Linked DNA regions of Mus musculus: region 2 is linked to region 1. The links are chromatin contacts, called in public HiChIP or PLAC-seq maps. All regions are on one chromosome and are shown on one strand. Each heading gives the region's core, a stretch centred on a gene start, on an enhancer-like site or on the middle of the called end of the contact. The rest is flanking DNA. Distances are from core to core; before and after follow the strand shown. Region 1 overlaps Gm33963 (a long non-coding RNA gene). Region 2 has its middle 6.4 kb from the start of Gm34281.

Evidence for each region. HiChIP or PLAC-seq counts read pairs in DNA pulled down with a chosen protein or histone mark.
Region 2: a contact with region 1 is called in an H3K4me3 HiChIP or PLAC-seq map of embryonic basal ganglia, with 7 times the contacts expected there. The contact joins two enhancer-like sites. A contact is called at or near these places in 1 of 15 datasets of contacts at CTCF or cohesin (the NIH/3T3 cell line), 1 of 484 Hi-C or Micro-C datasets (embryonic stem cells) and 4 of 115 datasets of contacts at active chromatin or transcription factors (embryonic basal ganglia, embryonic limb bud, embryonic stem cells and 1 more).

The regions. Positions count from the first base shown.
Region 1 is chr11:39,594,512-39,598,420 of GRCm38.p6, reverse strand. The region is part of intron 1 of Gm33963 (a long non-coding RNA gene); the gene reads right to left. Among named protein-coding and RNA genes, the nearest start is that of Gm33963, 7.7 kb to the right of the region's middle. Within about 2 kb of position 1,735, at least 9 of the 459 cell types and tissues checked have an H3K27ac peak or open chromatin away from gene starts, as enhancers often do. A contact at or near this core is called in embryonic basal ganglia, where this site is marked.
Region 2 is chr11:40,571,757-40,575,665 of GRCm38.p6, reverse strand. No RefSeq gene overlaps it. Among named protein-coding and RNA genes, the nearest start is that of Gm34281, 6.4 kb to the right of the region's middle. Within about 2 kb of position 2,290, at least 37 of the 459 cell types and tissues checked have an H3K27ac peak or open chromatin away from gene starts, as enhancers often do. A contact at or near this core is called in embryonic basal ganglia, where this site is marked.

The sequences.
Region 1 (3,909 bases), core at 486-2,985:
GATGACAGGCTAGAGAAAAAAGGCACAGAATATTCTAGTGGGGTGGGGTACGAGTGTGTGTGTGTGTGTGTGTGTGTGTGTGTGTGTGTGTTCACACAATGTCAGGGATGCTGAGAGGGAAGAGAAGGAAAACGGTGCACTCCATATTTTCAGTATACGTAAGAGTCCTGGCACATGCAATTGCGTTTAAAGCTATAGGAGCCCATAGGTATTTTCATCTCACACTATTCTAATTATTGAAAGGAACCATGAAGACTGGACAGGTAAGCATGAGCAAAAGCAACAGAGAGCTGCTTCAGTACCCTTGCTGGTAAGGTCTCCAGCAACATAGTGCTGTTTTGGCACCCCTGCTGGTAGGGTCTCCCACTTTCTATTTTAGTAGCTTTCCCTTTTTTGTCATAAAACAATTCAAATTGTCTTGTCGTTGTCACTTAAGTTGAGATGTGGCTGCTACTTTGTTGTACAGTTGTCAGCATCCGAGTTTGATTCACACAGAGACCATACCTGCATTCATAATGAGCATGCTCACTACAGTGTCTTTCCACGTGAACCGTTGGAGTGTTTGTTTTTAGCTAGTGAGCCAACACCGTTGTGGCTCCTGTCCTGTCATACCTAACACCAACAATTTGTATATAACAAAGCCAGATGTCTCTGCCTCTGCCAATAACTCATTACTCCTGGTACTCATCGATAAAACACAACTGGAAGCCAGCAAGAGAATCAGGACAGTCCCTTGTGGTTGCTTAAAAAAAAAAAAATGGATATGGCCTGTGGCTCTGTTCCTGATAGCAAGCTTTCCTTTTCTCCCACATTTTCCTCTTTTTGAACATTGTTTATAACTTTAAAGTGTGGTTAAGAATAAAGTGGGTGCATGCCCAAGACTCCATCCATCCTACACTGGTGACGGGCATGCTCAGAGCAACTGCTGTTTTAGTGATCAAGAGGTTTTTATCTTTAGAGAAGCCCATTGCGAAGGAGTGAGTCCCCACTTCTCCCATCTAGTTCACATTGCTGACAATGCCTTTTCCTGCTGTTCTTTCAAGGAGGACCTTAAATTAAACCTATTACACCTTAGATCCCAATTACATGGAAATCCACAACCTTTCCGAAATGAGTCTAAGCACCGACATAAAGACCCACTCCATGCAGTATGCCTACTAACTGGTTTAGGGTCTTGACATTGCCTAGTAAGAAGATTATAGAAGTGCCTGAAGGACAATCCTGGGTATAAAACCAAATGTCCCCATGTGCATTACAATTGCCAAAAAAAAAAATCCCTTTCATCATTTTATTAATTGTATAATTAATGCATTCTGTGTACTGATAAGAATAATGCCATGTAATTAATTTTTAAGAATTAAAAACTTGCCTTTATCCAGCCTCATGGTCTACTTTCATGTTTATAGCTGTGAATATAAATCCTCTTATCTAATTATAACATGACTGATTTCATTGTTGAAACAAAGCAGTTCTTTGTCATTTTTTATTTGATTATGTAATATTTATTTTATTATATTAATTATAATTGGTCGAGGGGAAAAAAAAAGGAGCCAAAGACTTAAAAATTTTTAGGCTTCAGAAGCTTATCAGAAAAATGCCATGCTGTTTTGGATAAGGTGTGATATTTCATTTGTTTTCTGTGTCTGTTTTTGTCTTTCATGATTACCCATTCTGTTTACCAAAAGGCTCAATTAGCATTTGAATAGTGAGCCGGGGAGCAGACAGGTTGAGAATTCTCCTAGAACTAATTTGGCAGTCCTTCTCCTTTCCCCCTTCTCTAGCCACAGTCTTTTCTTCGCTTCTAATCAAGCTGCTGTTATTAAAGCTGGAATAAAGGACCTGATTTTCCATTACATTGATGCATGCTGAACAGCGGCTTGATTTGCTTCTTCTTTCAGCAATGCTAATTGGACTCAAAGGAAATATTTAGTTTATAATAGCGAATGAAGAATTCATTTAATTTTAAGGAAAGGGAAAAATCAGCCGTGGAACCCGGCTAGTTTATACATACATATATTTTCTTCTTGCAACTGTTCATTTCCTTCAAGTGTGTTTGTCTTATCGTTTCTCACAAATATCACGGTTATTTAATTATCAATGCTAATGGCCTTAGGTACACCTAACAAGCAGAGATGGCTGATCTCTCTCTGCTTGGGAGAAGAATGTAATAGGCTTGGAAATCTGGTTTTAGCAATATTGATCAGGACAAGAAAGAACTAATTTCCACATAGTGGATTTCAAATGATATAACTAGATATCTCGCAGGCTAAGCCCTTAGCTCCCACTACAGTCCACATCAGCCCAACAGGCTGGTGTTGAGCATGGATAACGTTTAGGAATGGGAACATATCACTTGGATCATCGGTATCCTTAGTTGCTCATATCCAGGGAAGTACAGGCTCATACCAGATTAAAATATCCCACCTCAAGCTGGTCCTCTTCACAGTGAGACAAAACCTCACTCGGAGAACAAACCACACCATTGAAAAGGACGAATCAACAAAATCACAGAGATGCTGCCTCAAACAATGAAAGAAATAATCATCCTAGTGGAAACATTCAGCAACATATGAATATGACACCACTGAGGTGGGATGTCAATGTTTAAAACAAATTCTTCATTCGAAGGAATACATTTCCTTCTGTATGCCAAACTATAAGTCGTCCAAGAATATTGAGTCATCTTAAAGGTGTTTTCCTTTTCATTTTCATGTTATGTGTGCCTCTCAGTTACAAATTTTCCAGAAATTCCCTTGTTCCCTCGAAGCAAGACTACCTTTAGACATATAGAATTTAGCAGCTGCACAGTTGTAAAGGTGGGGTTTTCTTCATACTCTGGTCGTGTCTGTTTATTTGCTCAGGGCACCATGCCCAGGAGGCTCATCTTTGATGCTCTCAGTGTCCCCCCTGACTCCATGCATATGGACTCAACCATTTGGCTTTTAGGAATCAATGTTACCCACTGTATATGGCTGCCCCATTCCCTTCTGGCAGATTTAATACACAGAGCCTCCTTCATGCTGTGAAGAACAGTGACACATTTATATATACCCTGCAACATGTCTCTCATCTTAGCTAGTCTTCTACTGGTGGAATTGAACTAAAGGTGCTGGACGCTAGTAGGAGCTCTTTCATTCACCATTTTCCAGTTGTTCCCTAGCATGGTGCTTGGCAGAGGGACTGAATGCATAGAAGTAGAATATATTGACTAGAGGTAAATAAAGTCATTATTCATTTATGTTAGGAAAATCAAATACTTAAGGTGGAGTTTCTGTCTGCTTTGTAACTTATTTAAAAATTATTTCAAGATTTGATCTCATTCAGTTTTAATAGCTCATAATGATGTGTTAGAATGGCAGGTTACATCTCAACAGCACACTAGGCCAAGACAGTTCCATGTGGAAGAGGTTTTATCCAGGGAGAGAGACGGTGCCCGCAGAAAGAGAAAGAGGTGGGGGAGAGAGGGGGGTGCTTTCTCCTTATTTATATTAAAAATGATGTAATACAGGTAAAGGTGGGAGGTGAGCCAAGTGGATTTTGGGAATATGGTGACTGTTGCCTTGGCAACCAGTCTGCAGGTCGCAGGTCATGCTGCCGCCTATGTGATATCATAGGTTTGGGAGGTCCTGATGCCGAAAATTAAGGTAAAATTGCTTGCATATTTTTAAATAATGACATTAAAACACATATATGTACAATACTTATTTAAAATGTCTCTCATACTGGTATCTCTTTACATGAATCTCTTTCCCCCACTACATAGATATTGATATCTTAATAATATTAATAACTTTAACCTAGACTTCTCTAGACCTCAGGTAAACTTTTCAACTGCATGTGGGATATCTTCCTTTAGGAAGTCTCAAAGCACTTCACGATCAACAGGAAATACCAATCTCATGCATTCAT
Region 2 (3,909 bases), core at 1,041-3,540, 980 kb before region 1:
CAACTGGACTGCCTCATTTCTGCTCCATGTGATATAGGCTGAACTCCCTGGTGTGTGTGTGTGTGTGTGTGTGTGTGTGTGTGTGTGTGTTTGTGTGTGTGTGTGTGTGTGTGTGTCCGTGTCTGTGTTCATCAGCCTAGTTGTCATCATCTTTGCAACTGACTGGTGCTTTAGGGCAGTGAAGCTTAGATATCTTCTTATGGCTCCCAAATAGGGTAATCTGGGCTTCTTATATTGCAGCCATAATTTCTGGACTCAATCATAATGCCCAAACCTTTTAAGAAATATTACACCTCCTTTCCCAAATAATTTCCTGTATTTCTAGGGGATGTTGTAAGACTCTGACGAGCCTTAACTTACTGGGGATTCCCTGAGTGAGCAACTCGGAATGGGAATCGAAGCAAAAGCAAGAGGAATTTATTGTTCCAGAGCACTGGGGTCATCCCAGACCCAAAGGAGAGGTTACAACCCCCAGCGGCCCATTTGGTGGGTTTTTATATGGTTTATAGGGGCTGAATAGAGCATCAGCAACTAGGCACAATATGAGCAGTGCTCCCTTTAAACTGATTGGTCTTTAGGGAATGAGGTAGGTAGTAGGGGCTTACATATCCTCTCCCTTCTGGCCTATGTGCTCTCTGACCTGTCTCTTCCAAGACAGGAGAGGTCCAGTGGAATTTTCCAAAGGCTCTGTGATGTTCTCAGCTAAAACACTACTTTTGAAATTATGCTGCTCTGCCAGCTGCTGCAGCCTAGGCCAGCCACTCCGTGTACTCCAGCATGGTGGAGCTGCTAGTGTAGACACCTCTGACTGCACCTTGGTTTGGAGAAGTACTCTGAACTGAACCTTCATGTCTCTCAAGCAGTGTTTCTTTCTGCAGAGAGCTGAGTACAGTGCTGTTTTCCTTTTGGGGTGAGACATTAGGTGTGCCCCAGGCAGAATTGCTTGTACCCTCATCGGTGAACAATATCTTTTATTGTTCTTTGTATGTTCGCAAGAGGTTTGACAAAAATAGAGTGGATTTGACAGAAAGGAATGGATGAACGTACCCTAATAATATTCATTTAATAGAGTCTCTCTTGCTCTCTTTTCTCTACAATTTATTGTGAATTCTCCCCTAACTCCTAAAATGTCTTTCATAGGCCCATGCATGGAGAGCTTACTGCCAGTTGATGGGTTCGGGGATAATGATTGTATTTTAAGGGCTCTGATCCAATTATTGGATTAATTCTTCAATGAATTAATATGATGGTGCTCTTAGAAAGTGATAAAAGGTATGATGGCAAGGAGCTCTGTGGAAGAAGTAGGTGGCTTGACTTTTCTTCTTCCTCTGCCTCCTGTTCACTATAAGGCAAGCTGCCTTGTTCTTTCACAACTTCTCTGCGATGGTGTCCGAAACATCTGGCCTGGTAGCAAAATAGATCCTTCTCCCCTTGAGTTGTTTTCTCAGCTATTCCGTCACAGTGATGAAGAGTCTATCACAGGTGGGCTTGGACCTTGTTTACCTGTCCACTGAGGGCCTTGCTTTATCCCCCATCCTCTCTTGAGCCAGTAGCATGGCTGAAGTGAAGTTCCATTTTAAAAGCAAGGAGATTAAGTTAAGGCTGGGCCTGATGAAGGCAGTGGCTGGGGCTAGGGAGAGCCCAGGCTCTGTTTAGTCCATTCCTCTGTTGACTAATCCTGCTCATCCTAAGAAATCAAAGATATCCTGTGGGGGTAGCAGCAAGGAACTCCATATGGTGTTCTGCTCTTTCTCACCCTTTTAATTTGGCTCATTGTTCAATCTTAATTTGCAATTGTCACAGCTGCGATTACATTCCTCACATTCCACCGACTCCAAAAAACCCTTGAATCTGAACCCTTGGCGGCTTTAATTTTATTTTTGTTGAGAAAGGTTATATTGTCACAATGGTTAAAGCTAGCACTTCAATAAGGGAAAACAGTTTTTTTTTTCTTCTGAAAAATGTAATTCTAATTTAGTATTAAGCCTCAGAACAGGCCGAAACCGTGGAACCTCAAGAGCAGGGGAGTTGACAACTCAGCCATAATCAAGCTAACTGAATTGGACGGAGCAATGTGAGACATAATTAGCAATTCCGTTCAGCGAGCTGTCTCCTGAAAAACTTAAAATACCTTCCCTGCCTCATGCATATTCAGTGCCTCATTTGCTATTGTTTTTATCCAACAGGTTGAAATTCAAAAGGGGAAAATTCTGAGTTGTCTGTCTCCCTTTCATCCCCCACATTCTCCTTTCTCGGCAGCAGCAACCCTCTCTTCCCACAGCCTGTCCCATTTCAATACCATGGGTCACTCCCATGCCGCCTGCACATTGACAAATACAAAATACTCTGAGCACATTTTTCCCCCTCTGTTTGTTACCTTTGTCACCCCTTCCTCTCAATTAGATACACTGAGCAGGTAGTTTTGCCCTGGGGAATTATGATCGCTTGATTGTTGTGGTCAGGCTTCTGAAGGCAGGGAGCTGCAGTGGGGAATTCTATCTTCCACATGGCTGCTGGGTCGTGAGGAGGTTCACGCTGAACTGGAGATTGATTGATGATCCCAGGCTCTCCCTCCTGATCTCTGTCTACCCTGGTGGCTTAGGCTTTCACTCTCTTTGATGGTGTAGGCCATTCGGCTGTTGTCCCTGGATGTGCAATAAGACCTCAGCGGTAATGAAAGGGGAGGGGGTAAAAATCAAGCACTTTCCTATGTGTTCGTTGCATTATCCGGTTAGCTGAGTTTTGGAGTTCTCAACTTATTAGCCAGTTTGAGTTGCTATAGCAAACTACTGTGGATTGGGTAGCTTCAAGGACAGAAATGTATTTCCAAAGTTCTGGAGGCTTCGAAGTCCATAGGGATTGGCAGATCTGCTTTCCCCAGAGGGTGTGCTTCCTCATCTGTACATGACACCTTCCCATTGTATCCTCGAGTGATGGAGAAGAGAGATGGGAAGGAAGTGCTTTGTCTCCGTGTCTCTGCCTGTCTCGCTATCTCTGTCTCTACTAGACTTGAGTTCTAGGGACTGAACTCAGGGTTCATAAGTACTAAGCATGTGTCACTGAGTCATGCCTCTAGCCCTCAGATCTCTCCAAGGAAGGATAGGAGCCCCATTTAAGAAGGGACTGCAGTCATGGTCAGTCATGGTCTGATCGAGTTCCAAAGGTTCTTTCCCTTAATATGTTATATTGGTGTTGTGGCTTCTATATGTGAATCTAAGGGTTGGAACCCCAAACATTCATTTCAGAACACCGAGTTCCCTTAACTCTTTTTTAGTACTTCAACAAATAAGACCTGAGTTTGGATATGATTATGAAGATTGGATAAGACGATTTATAGGGGAAGTCTAGATGAGGGTATGATACATTGTAAGACTCCGGAGAGCCTTAGCTTACTGGGTGAACCACTTGGAGCCTGGATCAATGCAAAAAGCAAGAAGAATTTATTGTTCCAGTGCACTGGGGTCATTCCAGACAGAAAGAAGAGGTGGAGACCCCCAGCGCCCATTCGGCAAGTTTTTATATGGTTTCCAGGGGCAGAATAGAGCATCAGCAACTAGGCATAATGATTTGTGGAACAATGCACCCTGTAAACTGATTGGCCTTTAGGGAATGAGGTGACTGTTGCCCACCTTGTCTGAAGGTGACCTTTTCAACATCATGTGCTTTTTAAAATGCCTCTTTTGTCTTACCTTAATTTTTCTCTCCTTTTCTTTTTATTTACCATGCGACTTCAGGAACATGAAGTGGGCTTTATGCACTCCAGAAGAGAGTATTAGGTTCCATTACAGATCCGTGTGACACCAAATTGAACTCAGGACCTCTGGAAGAGCAGTCAGTGCTCCTAACTACTGAACCATCTCTCCATCTCCCTAAGTAGGCTTTATAAAATATCAAGCAAAACACACAATT